Regions from separate parts of the Mus musculus genome. Here all the other regions are linked to region 1. Evidence: chromatin contacts called from public ChIA-PET and Hi-C data. All regions are on one chromosome and are shown on one strand. Each heading gives the region's core, a stretch centred on a gene start, on an enhancer-like site or on the middle of the called end of the contact. The rest is flanking DNA. Distances are from core to core; before and after follow the strand shown.

Region 1 (4,257 bases), core at 1,015-3,514:
CAGAGGAAAGCAAATGAAACTATTGTTTAAGGACCAAGAAATATCTCACATCTACTTGCTGGGAGTGCCAGGCTGTAAGTCTGTCATTATCTAGGAACCTGTACGAGACACGTTAGCTGATCTGTCAGCTTCACATCTGTAAGAAAGAATCGTTATGTTCTTATGATCTCAAATGAACAATCCATCCATGCTACCTGATGTCCAGATAAAATACAGTGTGTGTGTGTGTGTGTGTGTGTGTGTGTGTGTGTGTGTGTGTGAGAAAGGCATTCTCGGCTGGCTAGTGTTAACCCCGAGTTTCCCTGTGTCTGCCTCTCTATTGGCAGGACTATGGATGCTGGTGTCTGCCACCAGCTCCCCAGCAAGGGTGCTGAGGGTCCAAATTCATGTTCTCACACTTGGGCAGCAAGCACTCCAGAGACGGAGCCACTTCACTCTCGCGCTAAGATATCGTTTTTATAGGTTATTTTGCTCTGGATAGGGACCCTTCCTGTTTTCTATGTGGGGTGCTGCCTTAGCAGTTTGTGGAATATGGTGTTGGCATCATGATTTTTTATTAGCAATGTTCTCACCTGTTGCAATCTCAAGAAGAGAACTCAGCAGGTATTCCGAGCACCATTTATATCTCTAAGTTTTATTTCAAAAGCTTGCCAAGATAAAAAAAATACATATCATTCAATATTTACATAGCTCTTTCTGCTCTTAAGTGGACCACATTCATTTTGCAGGGAAACTGTGTGTTGGGCAGAAGGCTAACCAGATTAAAGCAAATTCTTTCTGTTGAGATATGCTGGTCCTTGCACAGATAGTATTATCCTGACTGGACTGATTAAGTGTGAAGTTCTAGCTATTTGGTTTTACTCACATTGTGGGACAGAGATGACAAATAGATCTATCTTCAAATCACAGGCCTCTACCTCAGTGAAATTTCCAGCCCACAATATGTTAAAATCTCCACTTTATAAATAAGTACCTACTGTACCTTGCACATGAAGACCCTTTCTGCCCCGTTCCTGCTGACTGGAACCATGGCTTTCTATAAATGTAAATAATCCTTTTCAAAATGGAGAAAAGAAAAAGTTGGCCCCTATGACCGAATGCAGCAACCTCACCCTGAGTGGTTCATGAAGCCCTGCAGGGCCCCAGTATACAATGCCCTGGCACGCTGAAGGCTAAATGCAGAGATGGGCCTCTTGCAAGGGCATCAAACGGCACTGCAGGCAATCAAAAGGATGCCTGAAGAAAACTGTGCACTTCCTGTAGCATGGGTCAGAAATTCCTAAACTGAATCAAATTAACTGCGTTCTTGGCTAATAATAAACAGCCTAGAAAGGACTTAAACACCAGTGTTTCCTGGGCTCCGTTATTCCACTCTCTACCCATCAATCAGGATGTGTTTAAAACTCCCCAAGGGAGGCTCACTCCAACTCTCAGAACTCATGCTCTCATCTGGCCAGCTGTTCCCGGCGCACAAGAGTCCCTTGTGTCCAGATCTCTGGGGACCTAAGGCCTAAGAAAATAACTCTAACTTTCAAGGTTGGAAAGCGGTTTATAAGACAGAGGCCTCCAGTCTGAGAGCGGTCCGCGCTCTGTTTCAGTATTTAAAAAGTCTCAGAGCTCCCTCAGCTCTGCGCTGCCGAGGTAAAACAAAGCAAAAGGAAATCTAAGTTTGGAGGGGGAAATGAAGCCGAAGCATGCAAAAGAGCAAGTGCCAGCTCTCCCACGTGGGCCTAGTCAAAGTAGCGGAAGCTTAAGTCCCGTAAGACTAGAGGGACCGACGCAGCAGCCGCAGGAGCTGAGCCACGCGCCAGCTCCCGCCTGGGGGGGAGTGGTACTAAAAGAGGGTGGCAGCGGGGCGCAGTCCCCTCCATCATCCCGCTCCCCCTTCTATTACCCCACTCCCCATCAGAGCCCCGGTTACCACCGCTCGGGCCCGGAATGCAGATGAGTTCAAAGGCTGGGGACATCGGGGTGGCGCTGGGTGCCGCGCGCCCTGTCCCCTCCCTGCTGAGCGGTGGGTGGGGGGCGCTCCGGCTGGGGACACAGCCTGGAGGCTCGAGAAGGAACCCTGCAGGGCTGGCCCATTCACAGCTTGTAGGGTGATCTCACCTTCACCGCCGTGCAGGCGGAGCCCGAGGCCATGTCTGCACCAGGGAAGTCCACAGCGGGCCGCAGCGTGGGACCGGGAGGAGACTGCGGGGCCGGCGTGGCGCGGGAGTGAGCAGTGCGGGGACCCACGGGCTCTGGCTCCTCCTCTTCCTCCCGGGGAGCGCGGGATTGGCTGTTCTCCTCCACCCTCCTCCTCAAATCAGGTTCCCGCCTCCCGTCCCTCTTGCAGAGTTTTCGGCTTCTCGGGGCTTCTGTTGTTACTGTGCAGCCTGATGGCGAGTCTATGATCAAGATAGAAAAGCCACTTAGGATGTGCTTGTCACTTTGTCTTTTAACTGTTTCACAAGAACATGGTGAGGTAGCGCATTACTGCCAGTTCTGCGGCGACTTGGCTGCCCCGGTGGCCAGGGCTGTAAAATCAGGGCCTGCCGCATTCCTGGGCTTTGGGGAGGGCGGAGGGAAACTGAAGAGTGCTAGCTTGAGATTCCCGCCCCCCACAGCTCTGATTTACAAACTGGTTTATTTAGCTTCTGTTTGGCGGGGAGCTTTTAAGGAGGCAGGACCCTCCCCAACACCCAGCCTGATGCTACCAGCAAGGGGCATTTTTAAAATTCCTTTATACAATGGCTAGTGATGCAGATTTGTAATCCCACTCACTCATGAAGTCTGGTCAGCAAGCAGTATGGCAAGTTCAAAGTCTTACTTGGTTACAGAGTGAGTTCAAGACCATCTTGAGCAATATTAAGAGTCTATCTCAAAAATAAACAGAGGGCTTGGTATTTAGCTCAGCACTAAAGTGTTTATCTAGCATCCAAGGAGACACTAGCTTCAATCCTCACTCCAATAAAATAAGCAAAAATTAAAACAAAACTTTCTATGCCAGGGCAGCATACGGTACAGCAGGATTCAGGTCAGGACCTGTGTCTCTGTGATGCAATACCAGCAAGACCCACTCTGACCCCAGCGACCTTTCCCCTGGATACTCTCTCTGAGAGGCCCTATCCCTTCTCTACTAGGACAATTCATTATAGCCTTTGATGGTACAAGCTGCGCCAAACAAAATGCTGGGCAGCAGCTATCTTTTTTTTTTTCTTAGTTTATTTCATTATTTATATGTATGCACACACAAATACCTGCAGGTGTGTTTGTGTTTGTGTGTGTGTGTGTGTGTGTGTGTGTTTGTCCAGAACCCAGCCTGAAGCTGGAGTAACAGGCAACTGTGAACTGCCTGATATAGATTCTGGAAACCGAATTTACCTCTACAAGTGCTCTTAACCCCTGAGCCATCTCTCCAACCCTGGGTGACAGCTATCATTTTTTAAGGTTTATTTATTACTATATCTAAGTACACTGTAGCTGTCGTCAGATGCACTAGAAGAGGGCATCAGATCTCATTACGGATGGTTGTAAGCCACCATGTGGTTGCTGGGATTTGAACTCAGGACCTTTGGAAGAGCAGACAGTACTCTTAACAGCTGAGCCATCTCGCCAGCCCTGGGTGACAGCTATCTTAAGGGTGGTCCCCCGAGATATAGAAAAAGCTACAAATTTCTCTGTGGTTGGGAAGGAGCCAAGGAAGGAGATTCTGTTTTCTTCTTCTCAGCAGTGTTAACTGAAAGTTCCCAGAGAAAAGGTACCCTCGACTCGCATTCGACGAGGCCGATGAACTAATCAGGCTTGTGGAGAGTTGGAAAGTTTCTGGCCCAGAGCCTACCTTGCCCTGTCTTGCCCCACTAAGTGGTACTTACTATCTGCCTTTCTGTGTGCCTTATTGTCCTTGTGCCTATTGGGTAAATCTTTTGGAGTGTACAAAGCTAGCTCCCACCAATCCCAAAGGCGAGCCTCATCGGTAGCATCTGCAGCCTACACTCTATCCTTCCCTATAAGTCACCTGTGTGATGTTTTCAGGAATACATTCAAAGTGTTTTCCTGTGTGACTTTTGTTGTTGTCGTTGTTCCGTTCCTATGACAACTTGGTGAAACTGTTACTGTCCTGGAACATAATTTGGGTTGAACTAAATCTGTGTTCCCTGCCCTGGCCACTCATGCTTGGGTCCAAAACAAGTTCTCAGACTGTCTTTGGTGTGAGAGCTGGTGTTTATGTCAGTAGTAAAGCAATACCCGTACACCTCCATTTAATGAATCTCC
Region 2 (4,257 bases), core at 380-2,879, 230 kb before region 1:
ACGCACACAGGAAGGGGCGGCAGAGAGAAGCTTGCTATTTCCTCACTAAGCTATTTTGTAAATGAGGACGAAATGGAAGCTGCTCTGGGTACACTGACCTTCACTGGTGACCTGAAGCCTGAAAATGCAGTGTTACGGTGACCTACACAACAAGCAGCATTAATACTTGATGTCCTGTGTATAGAGCAGCTTTATTTTATTGAAGTTTTTTTCTCCCATAATGCTTCCTGACTAGATTCCCTCCCTCTCCTCCACACCCACCTCCCCTCTCTTCCCATCCAGATCCAGCCTTGCTGTCTCTCATTACAAAACATACAGGCTACTAAGGGACACTAACAAAATCAAATAAGACGTAATAAGATAAAACAAAAAATTAATACACTGAGGTAGGACAGAACAAACAAATGAAAGAAAAAGAGCCCAAGAAAAGGTACAAGAAATGGAGATAGATGAAGAAATCCATTCATTCTCACACTGGGGAATCACGCACAGACACTAACCTGAAAGCCATAATACACACGCAAAAGACCCACAGGGTATAAAGGCGTGTGTGTGTGTGTGTGTGTGTGTGTGTGTGTGTGTGTGTGTGTGCATGAAGTTAAAATTAAAAATTAAGAGGTTTTTTTTTTTTAAAGTAAAATCTCTAAAATGACATTGTGAGACTAGGAACCTCCAAGGACACCATTGAGGTCATTTCATTTTGTTCTGGCATCTTCTGCTGGGCGTGCAGCCTCCCCTTAAGAGTGGTTTGCTTCCCAGTGAGACTCCCTGGGAGAAAACTAATTCACGTTTACAAGCAGTTATATTGCTTCTAGGTTAAGGATGGCGGCATGTGTCCACTTTTCCTTCCATCTCTGATGCAGATCCTTGCAGGCCCTGTGCATGCTGCCTCAGGCTCTGAGTTCATGTGAGCTTTGTTCAGCTCATTTTGAAGGCCATGCTCTCCTTGGTGTCCTCCATCCCCTCCGACTCTTCCAGTCTCTCTGCCTCCTCATCTGCAGGGCTCCCTGAACTCTAAGCAGAAGGATTGGATACAGACGTCCCATTTGAGGATGAGTGTTTCAAGGTCTCTCGCTCTCTCCATATGAACAGCCTGTGGATTTGTTCCTGCCTGCTGCAGGGAGAAGCTTTTGTGACGATGACTGAACAAGTCACTGATCTATGAGCATAGCAGGATGTCATTAGGAGTCATATTGTTGTTACTTTTTTTAGAACAGTAGCATTTGATTTTACCCTAGGCCCCAGGGCTCTTGTGATAATAATTTTTTTAAAATACACACACATACAAACACACACATACACACATACACACACACACACACACACACATATACACGCGTATATACATATTGTATATATTTATCAATTTACACAGGAAACCTTAAAGGCATCCATACTCAGGGATACTGACAGAATCAAAGAAAGCTCTGCTTTCATTAGACCACTCTGAAAAATAACCAGAACAATTGTTTAATAAACTTGGGAAATAGCAGCATATTTTTCTCTTTTGCTAGGCATTTTATCATTTATGCAATTTCAATGTTAAATTAACTTAGTATGTACAACTCTAGATTGTTTCATCTTCCCTTTTTTAAAAGATGTGTTTTATTTATAAGAAGCAATTTGCAGTGCAACTCTTACAGCTAATTATAGAACCAGGGGGAAGTTGGCACCAATTCTTGAGGTTCAGATTTTTCTCTTATAACATGAGGAAGTTTAATGTTAATAATTCTATGTTTCATGACAATGTTTATTAAAGTATAGGTAGGTAGACGCCAGGTGTGGTGAGTCACACTTGTGGTGGTGAGTCACACTTGTGATCCTTAGGAAGCTGAGGCAAGAAAACTGCCTCACACTCAAAATCAGTCTGCACTCCATAGTGATCCTGGGCCACAGTAAGCAGAGAAATAACAATAACAAATTGGGGTTACTGCCTCTGAATGCAAAGGCTTCCGAGCAGTGCCTTAGGGCTCATAATGAAAAAGATATTCCTGCTGATTAGCTGGAGGGAGACCAAAAAAAAAAAAAAAAAAACAGTTGGAAAGGGGAAAGTAAAATATGTTTTCTGCCTTCAGTGTAACTGACACCAATATCTCCACTCTTAGATTGTTACTTTGTTTCATAAACAGCAAACATGTCTCATTACATGTCTCATCCTTACTCTTTCACCCTCAAGAACTATTTTTATTAATATGCTAATCAGGTAGGAAATATCAGCTGACTAAAGAAAAGAGAATTAATCTGAAAACATCCCATCACGTGTTGCTTACAGTTACCCAGTCCTCACTTCCCTGCCCTCTGCCTCGTGTCTCTGTGAGAGGAGCTGTAAAAAGGAGATAAAGTGAGTTGTGTACTGCCCTCCCTAGCCTCACTCCCAGGGAGAATTCACAGGTAGAGTCTCCCTATGGTGTGTAAAACACTGATGCCAAGACCTGGACACGGATGACTTAGTAGTCAAATATTGACATTAAAGTCTCTTTATTTGAAAATGTTATAGCCAGGGCATCAACCTAGGAATTCAACGGCCTTGTTTCTGCTATCAAACAAACTCAACTAAGTTTAAAATAATAGCACATTTCCAAACGCTTAACAGCGTAGGCGGCATGCAAATAGTCCGAAAGCCATGAGTATGACACATGGGTAACGGACGTTTGGGAAACAATGAAAGAAAACATAAAAAACAGCTTTCACAAGCCAAGGAGAAAGAAGTAGGGTCACATTGTAAAACTCAAATCTCTCACTTGCTGGACTGTATGCTTTGAAGGCAAATCCAGTTTTCATCTGAGTCAGTATATTAGGTGCCCAACTTTGAATACTACATACATTTATAGACAATCAAATACTACACACACACACAGTAGACATAATTCTACAATCAGAACAGCCCCTTTATTCAGACAGTTCTTGATAGAGAAACACATATAAAGACAGCAAATGTGGAAAAGCCTTAAAGTAAATTTATACACAATTTACTAATGTTGATGTTATCTTACTTTGAAAGGGGGAGAAAATCTAAGAGACAGCTTGTTCTGTGGCTGAAAATTCATGAAAACAAGACTCTTAATTGCAAAAAGAAAATGTTCACAATCACTCCATACAATATAAAAGGTATAGTAATGTTAAAAAAAATTCTTAAGTGATTGATATGAATGTTATTTCTATAAGTAATTTAAATTTTCAAATACAAAATATGAACTCTATAGTCCCTTACAACTATAACGAAGAAAATGACCTTAAGGGGAAAAAAAGAATTACAACTCCTATATAAAAGTATTGTGATCAATCACTTCAAAATGACAGCATATTACTAGGAGGATCACAAAACCCATCGACTGTCAAAGCATGTGCGCATTCCGTAACTGTGGCCATGTGTTACCAAATCATGTATTTTATGAACAGAACTGAATAGTAGAGTTTAAACGTAATGGTTCTTGCACAGTTATGTAAAAGAAAAAGAATTCAGGTCACTCTTGCAGAAACATCAGAGCTTTGGGGAAAAGGATTCAAAGTCATCATAAACTTTCTCTAACAGAACAGGGCCAAGGTTAACATCACTGTCAGTGTTGGACATCGCTACTGGGTCTGAGTACTTGCCTGAAGACAGTATAGACTGAGACCTGCTGGACTCGTACTCCCGGAGCCCTGCATTGGTGGCCGGAGGGCAACGTAGCGCCTGGGCACAGTGGGCAGACGAATGCCTGCTGAGGCATGGACCAGATTTCATAAATTCATCAATGTGATATGCTGGGATGTCTACAGCCATTCTCTGCCAGCCCTTTCCAAGAGCAGTTATGTACTTTCTGCTTTTTAGAGACAGGAACTAATGATATGAATTGCTGACATCTGTGAATTATAACATTTTTGTGAATATTATAAATATTTGGTATACGAGACCACCAAGGCAGAAAATGTACTGTTCACTACCCTACCTCTAGTGACCCGTCCGTTTCTGAAGCAATGCTGATATTCAGCAAATACTTGGTGAATGAATGAATAACTTTGTGATTGAAGGTTTCAGCTCCTAGAGAGATGGTAGATGGTATTTGGAGGAGAAAATAAGAAAAATAACTTCAGCTATTCAAAGTTGAACCATTTATTCTTTCTTTTCTTTTCTTCCTTTTTGTAATTTAAACAGTTTATTCCTAAGCTTTGGAAATCAATTCATAATGGCCTTCCCAGAAGCTCAAATTTTTGCAAATATAATCTATCATTGAGCAGCAATATAAACGTATAGAAAAGAGCATTAGTTCTTACCCT
Region 3 (4,257 bases), core at 554-3,053, 140 kb after region 1:
CATCTATTCCAACAAGGCCACACCTCCAAATGGTGCCACTCCCTGGTCCAAGAATATACAAACCATGACACTGAGTTTATAGAAAAGGAAAGGAAATCTACAAGTTGAAGAGATAGCCACACTGCCATGGCTATGGTACTATTCAGAGTAGCTCAGGAATGGAAACAGCATAAGCGCCCATTGGTTGATGCGCCAATGAGGAAAACCTGGTACACGCCACACGTTCATGAATATGATTCATATTTTCATGAAAGAATGAAACCCTGTGGTTTGTAGCAGCACTGATGAAACCAGAGGTCATTATGTTAAGTGAAATGAGCAGGCACAGAAAGTCCCGCACCTGCGTGACCTCACTAACAGCAGAGGAGAAAAAAAAATCCATCTCTTAGAAATGAAGAGTGAAATGATAATTACCAGAGGCTGGTAAGTGTAGGGAGGGAGAAAGAACGGAAAGAGGCTAATTATCAGGTATTAACTTACAGTTAGGTAGAAAAAAAGTTCTAGTGGTGTGTTGCACAGGACAGTGACAATAGGTAATAACATATTCTCTTACTCTTTGTCTCACAGAAAAGAGTTTGAACATTTCCCCACCAGGAAGTAATAAGTGGGCCTAGGTTCTGTTTGTAAAGTGTTTGCCTTATAGGAACAAGGGCCTGAATTTGATTCCCAGAACTCATGGAAAACAGCTGGTGTCCTGCCACGTATTCATGATCCCAGTACCGGGAAAGCAAAGATAAGCCCAGCCCTGGGACTTGCCGGCCCCCTTGGTCAGCCCACTTGGTAAGCTCTAGACCTCAGAGACCCTGTCTCAAAAACAGAAATTGTCCATGAAAGATTGAAAAAAATTACAAAGTTTGTTGAGTTGGGAAGAGACTGATGAATTGGAGAAGAGTTTGGGGGGGGGGGCAGTGAATATGATTAAAACATATGGCATGGAACTCTTAAAAAAAAAACTAAGAAAAAATTTAAAACAAAAAACAGTAATGTGAATGGCTCCCAAGATTGAATACGCATCCCCCTCCCCCCCGTGTGTGTGTGTGTGTGTGTGTACAAGAAATGATAGGTGCTTCAAAAGACAGATATGTATGCCTGGTTTAGATTTCTATATAATATATTCATGATTTAAATATAATGCAGATGAGTACATGTTTTACTTTTTAATGGGCTATATAGATTTAACGGAAAGTGCAGAAACATTAGGCTCCTCCTCTTCCTCATTTAAGAGGTAGATAGTATCTATTTATAAAATGAGGGACTGTACCCAGGGTTCCTAAGGGCTCACTCTGCTCCAACATTCTTTGAGAAATTCTAAATCTCTATCCCTGCCCTCTCACTCAAATCATAAGCAATACTTAAAAGCATTTTTCCACAAGGATTTCTGCACATATTGTCTTGGAAATTTATTGTGAATCACTAAGTTACCCCCTTTTTGTTGGAAAATTAACAATGTTGCATTCTGTTGCTATAACCCAAACAATACTGAATTAAATTTGTCCTGGGCTTATGAAGGCATTTATTCAACAAAGTGATTTCTTTCCAAGCAAATGAGTTACTTATTTCCATTAAGAATAAAATAAAAAGAAAGCATGCTCTTCTCTATGTAACTAGTTCGGTAGACACTAACTGGTTGCATTGTCTGTAAAGCTGTGAATCAAGTAAAATTTCCTGTGAGTGTGCAGTTTCCTTTGTAGCTTACATAAATTTGTGGATTATTCCAAGATATGTACACTCATAGTTACTCACTTGAGAAAATAGAGTTGTGCGTACTTGCACATCATAGAAAAACACCCACACATACAAAGCCTGCCTTTTACCAGGACTTGAGATGAGAAAATAAAGCAGCCAGAATGGCTTCTTACCCCCTCCACCCTAACCACACCTTCCTGCCCTAAGCCTATTGCCCAAATCCAACTGTGCCCCAACACATGCCTCTTTGAAAATTGAAAAGATATTGAGAGGAAAGGTCAAGTGAAAAAAATAAAGCCGGAAAGAGAAACGTGTGAAAAAAGAGACCAAGACAGGAAATGTAGTTGGCTGGAGCTTTCTGAAGTAAACAGCATTTGGAAGCAGAGAGCAACTAATTCTTGACTTTCATGTTCTCCTGAAAAAGGTGATGGTCCAACAATTCAGTTGAATTAGGTAAATGGGGCTGTTTTAATGAGTTGAAATAAGATCATCTACCCAAGATACTTCTAGAAACTCAGTGAAATTCTTGGTTCTGATCATTTAGGTTAGAACTCTTGTAGTAGATAACCAATTAAACTCATCTTCTACTTGTGCATCTGGCGTGGTACTTGATCTCTACTACAGCAATTCTGTAGTGTTCTCTCTTTGCAGCATCACTCTTCCTATTTGTGCGTTCCTTTTTAGAATAAAAGTAGGCTGAGCCATCTCAGCGTTTGCATTTGCACTGAAGCCAAGCAGCCTGCCTAGCTCTTTGAAAGTGTAGGTATGGTTAAAGATAGAACCACTGAAAACCCAATAAAAGGAAGGCAAGGTGGTATCTATAGAAACGTCCTGCTGGGTTTCTATAGACAGGGCAGGAGGTACTAATCTGCTACCAGGGAACTGAGGAAGTGTGGTGGTGTTCCACAGCTCCAGAGAGCAAGCTAAGTGAGAATTTTGTAGGCCCCTAGCTGAGAGGTTGCCTCTTCAATAGAGAGTTCAGAACGTATTTGAGTCAGCCAACTTTTTTTTAATGTCTATGAAGTAGATATTTGAACCAATTTTTAGGCTTTAGTCACTCTAAAGCAAATTGCTGACAATAATCAAAAGTTCAAAATTATTGCTTGGTTGCAATTGCTGTTAGTCCTTTAAAACAAATATAGTTGCCTTTAAAAATGTTCATTCTTTAAAGTAAAGAAAAGCTTAAGTGAGGAAGAGCTTATAGCTTGCAAAAAAAAATGCACATCCCCCGGGGGGTCTTTATAAGTAGTAATCATGCTGCAATTGCTGCAAGAACAAATGAGGGCATCTATTCCATTAGCATGTACAAACAACTTGCCTCGTTAGATCTGACTTGAGACAAAAGTCTTGTTGTACACCAGCAGCCTTGTAAGTATTGCAAAAGTGACATTTAGCCCTCATCGGCATCGATTCATGCATTGTCATGTGGTGACTAAATCACTGAGTGTCTCATGCCCAGCAAGGAATTAGAGACTACAATGCTTGAGAACCATGTCAGTTGAAAACGACTGGAAAGTCATTTGATTCAGTTTAGTTATGAAAAACATTTATTGCTTATTTACGTATATAACACATTGTAGTGAAACATGCATAGGGCAAATGAGACTTTCCTTCAAGCAGCTTGTTGAAAATAGATAATTACAAATATGGCTATAAAATGAAATCTTGTAATAATGTACTGAATCAATGGTATGGGGTGTGTGTGCCCAGATGCACACACACTCATGCGTGCACAGATCCATTGATTTTTAAATACTTCCCATTGATTAGGGCCCAGTGGGTTTCTTCTGTCTAAGGAAAGACTTCAACCTTTCTCTAAGTGAAATGAGCATGCTCCGATATTGGAGCAGTAGCTTAGACATCCCTGTCTACATTTCTGTTTGCACATTTTAGTCACCAAGTTGTTCTCTGATCCAGCCATAAATGAGCCATATTGACTTTAAGTTGTGATCACTCCATGCAGACAACTTGTCTGTAAGGCGATATGCAAATATGGTGGAAGTATTGCATTTGATAAAAATGGCATTATGAGTTTGGGATAATTTCCTGTATTAAGCTTGATCCCTGCTAATAGATGCTGCTGCTATGGAAAACTGGGCAGTTCTGTTTCTATGAGACCAGAATGCTGTTTGTCCATGCAGCCCCATTCCAAAGTCCACTGAGAATAGTCTACTTAGTGGAGTTTAGGATAAGCCACTGGAGGTAGGAGCTTTCCCCCTTTTCTTCCACTGTCCATTGCATCACATTTTTTTTCTTATTATCCACCAATGTAATTTAATTTTATTATAATGTATGCTTAGAGGTGAAAAAAGCCATGTCTCCAAAATAATTACATCTCTTTTTCTTCTCAAGAGCTCCTCTTTGATTTTTAGCTAATAACTGAAAAATGATGTAGGAGGAAACAGTAAATAAACTCTTGTATAAAGAGCACAGTTGGATATATTTCCATTCCGGGACTTTAATTATGTAAATAAAGTTGAGTGGGCTTTTAAAGTATTATTTTGCAAGTTCTTTTATCTGTTCTTTGAATCCAAAACAACACATTTGAGGTCTCTATTAATAGTCAAAATT

Evidence for each region. A called contact is a pair of places that touch in the nucleus more often than the background predicts. ChIA-PET counts read pairs in DNA pulled down with a chosen protein or histone mark.
Region 2: a contact with region 1 is called in a Hi-C map of bone marrow-derived macrophages, with 3 times the contacts expected there. The contact joins the enhancer-like site here to the promoter of Mtap in region 1. A contact is called at or near these places in 1 of 39 promoter capture datasets (the C10 cell line), 5 of 15 datasets of contacts at CTCF or cohesin (CD8 T cells, embryonic stem cells, large pre-B cells and 2 more), 37 of 484 Hi-C or Micro-C datasets (the Ba/F3 cell line, the C10 cell line, the G1E-ER4 cell line and 24 more), 24 of 115 datasets of contacts at active chromatin or transcription factors (CD8 T cells, Th17 cells, astrocytes and 14 more) and 3 of 9 other capture datasets (adipose tissue, bone marrow-derived macrophages and liver).
Region 3: an RNA polymerase II ChIA-PET map of effector CD8 T cells shows a contact between it and region 1, with 7 read pairs. The contact joins the enhancer-like site here to the promoter of Mtap in region 1. A contact is called at or near these places in 1 of 15 datasets of contacts at CTCF or cohesin (CD8 T cells), 14 of 484 Hi-C or Micro-C datasets (3T3-L1-derived adipocytes, the C2C12 cell line, CD8 T cells and 10 more) and 3 of 115 datasets of contacts at active chromatin or transcription factors (CD8 T cells, effector CD8 T cells and memory CD8 T cells).

What each region holds. Positions count from the first base shown.
Region 1 is chr4:89,135,377-89,139,633 of GRCm38.p6, reverse strand. Mtap (methylthioadenosine phosphorylase) reads right to left here and starts at 2,264. Exons shown (of 8, transcript NM_024433.2): 1 at 2,110-2,264. The coding sequence starts at 2,142.
Region 2 is chr4:89,360,888-89,365,144 of GRCm38.p6, reverse strand. All of the region lies in intron 2 of Gm12610 (predicted gene 12610), which reads right to left. Among named protein-coding and RNA genes, the nearest start is that of Cdkn2b, 52 kb to the right of the region's middle. Within about 2 kb of position 1,629, at least 20 of the 459 cell types and tissues checked have an H3K27ac peak or open chromatin away from gene starts, as enhancers often do. A contact at or near this core is called in the G1E-ER4 cell line, bone marrow-derived macrophages and pancreatic cancer cells, where this site is marked.
Region 3 is chr4:88,999,222-89,003,478 of GRCm38.p6, reverse strand. All of the region lies in intron 1 of Gm34568 (predicted gene, 34568), which reads right to left. Among named protein-coding and RNA genes, the nearest start is that of Gm34568, 45 kb to the right of the region's middle. Within about 2 kb of position 1,803, at least 33 of the 459 cell types and tissues checked have an H3K27ac peak or open chromatin away from gene starts, as enhancers often do. A contact at or near this core is called in the C2C12 cell line, CD8 T cells, effector CD8 T cells and 2 more, where this site is marked.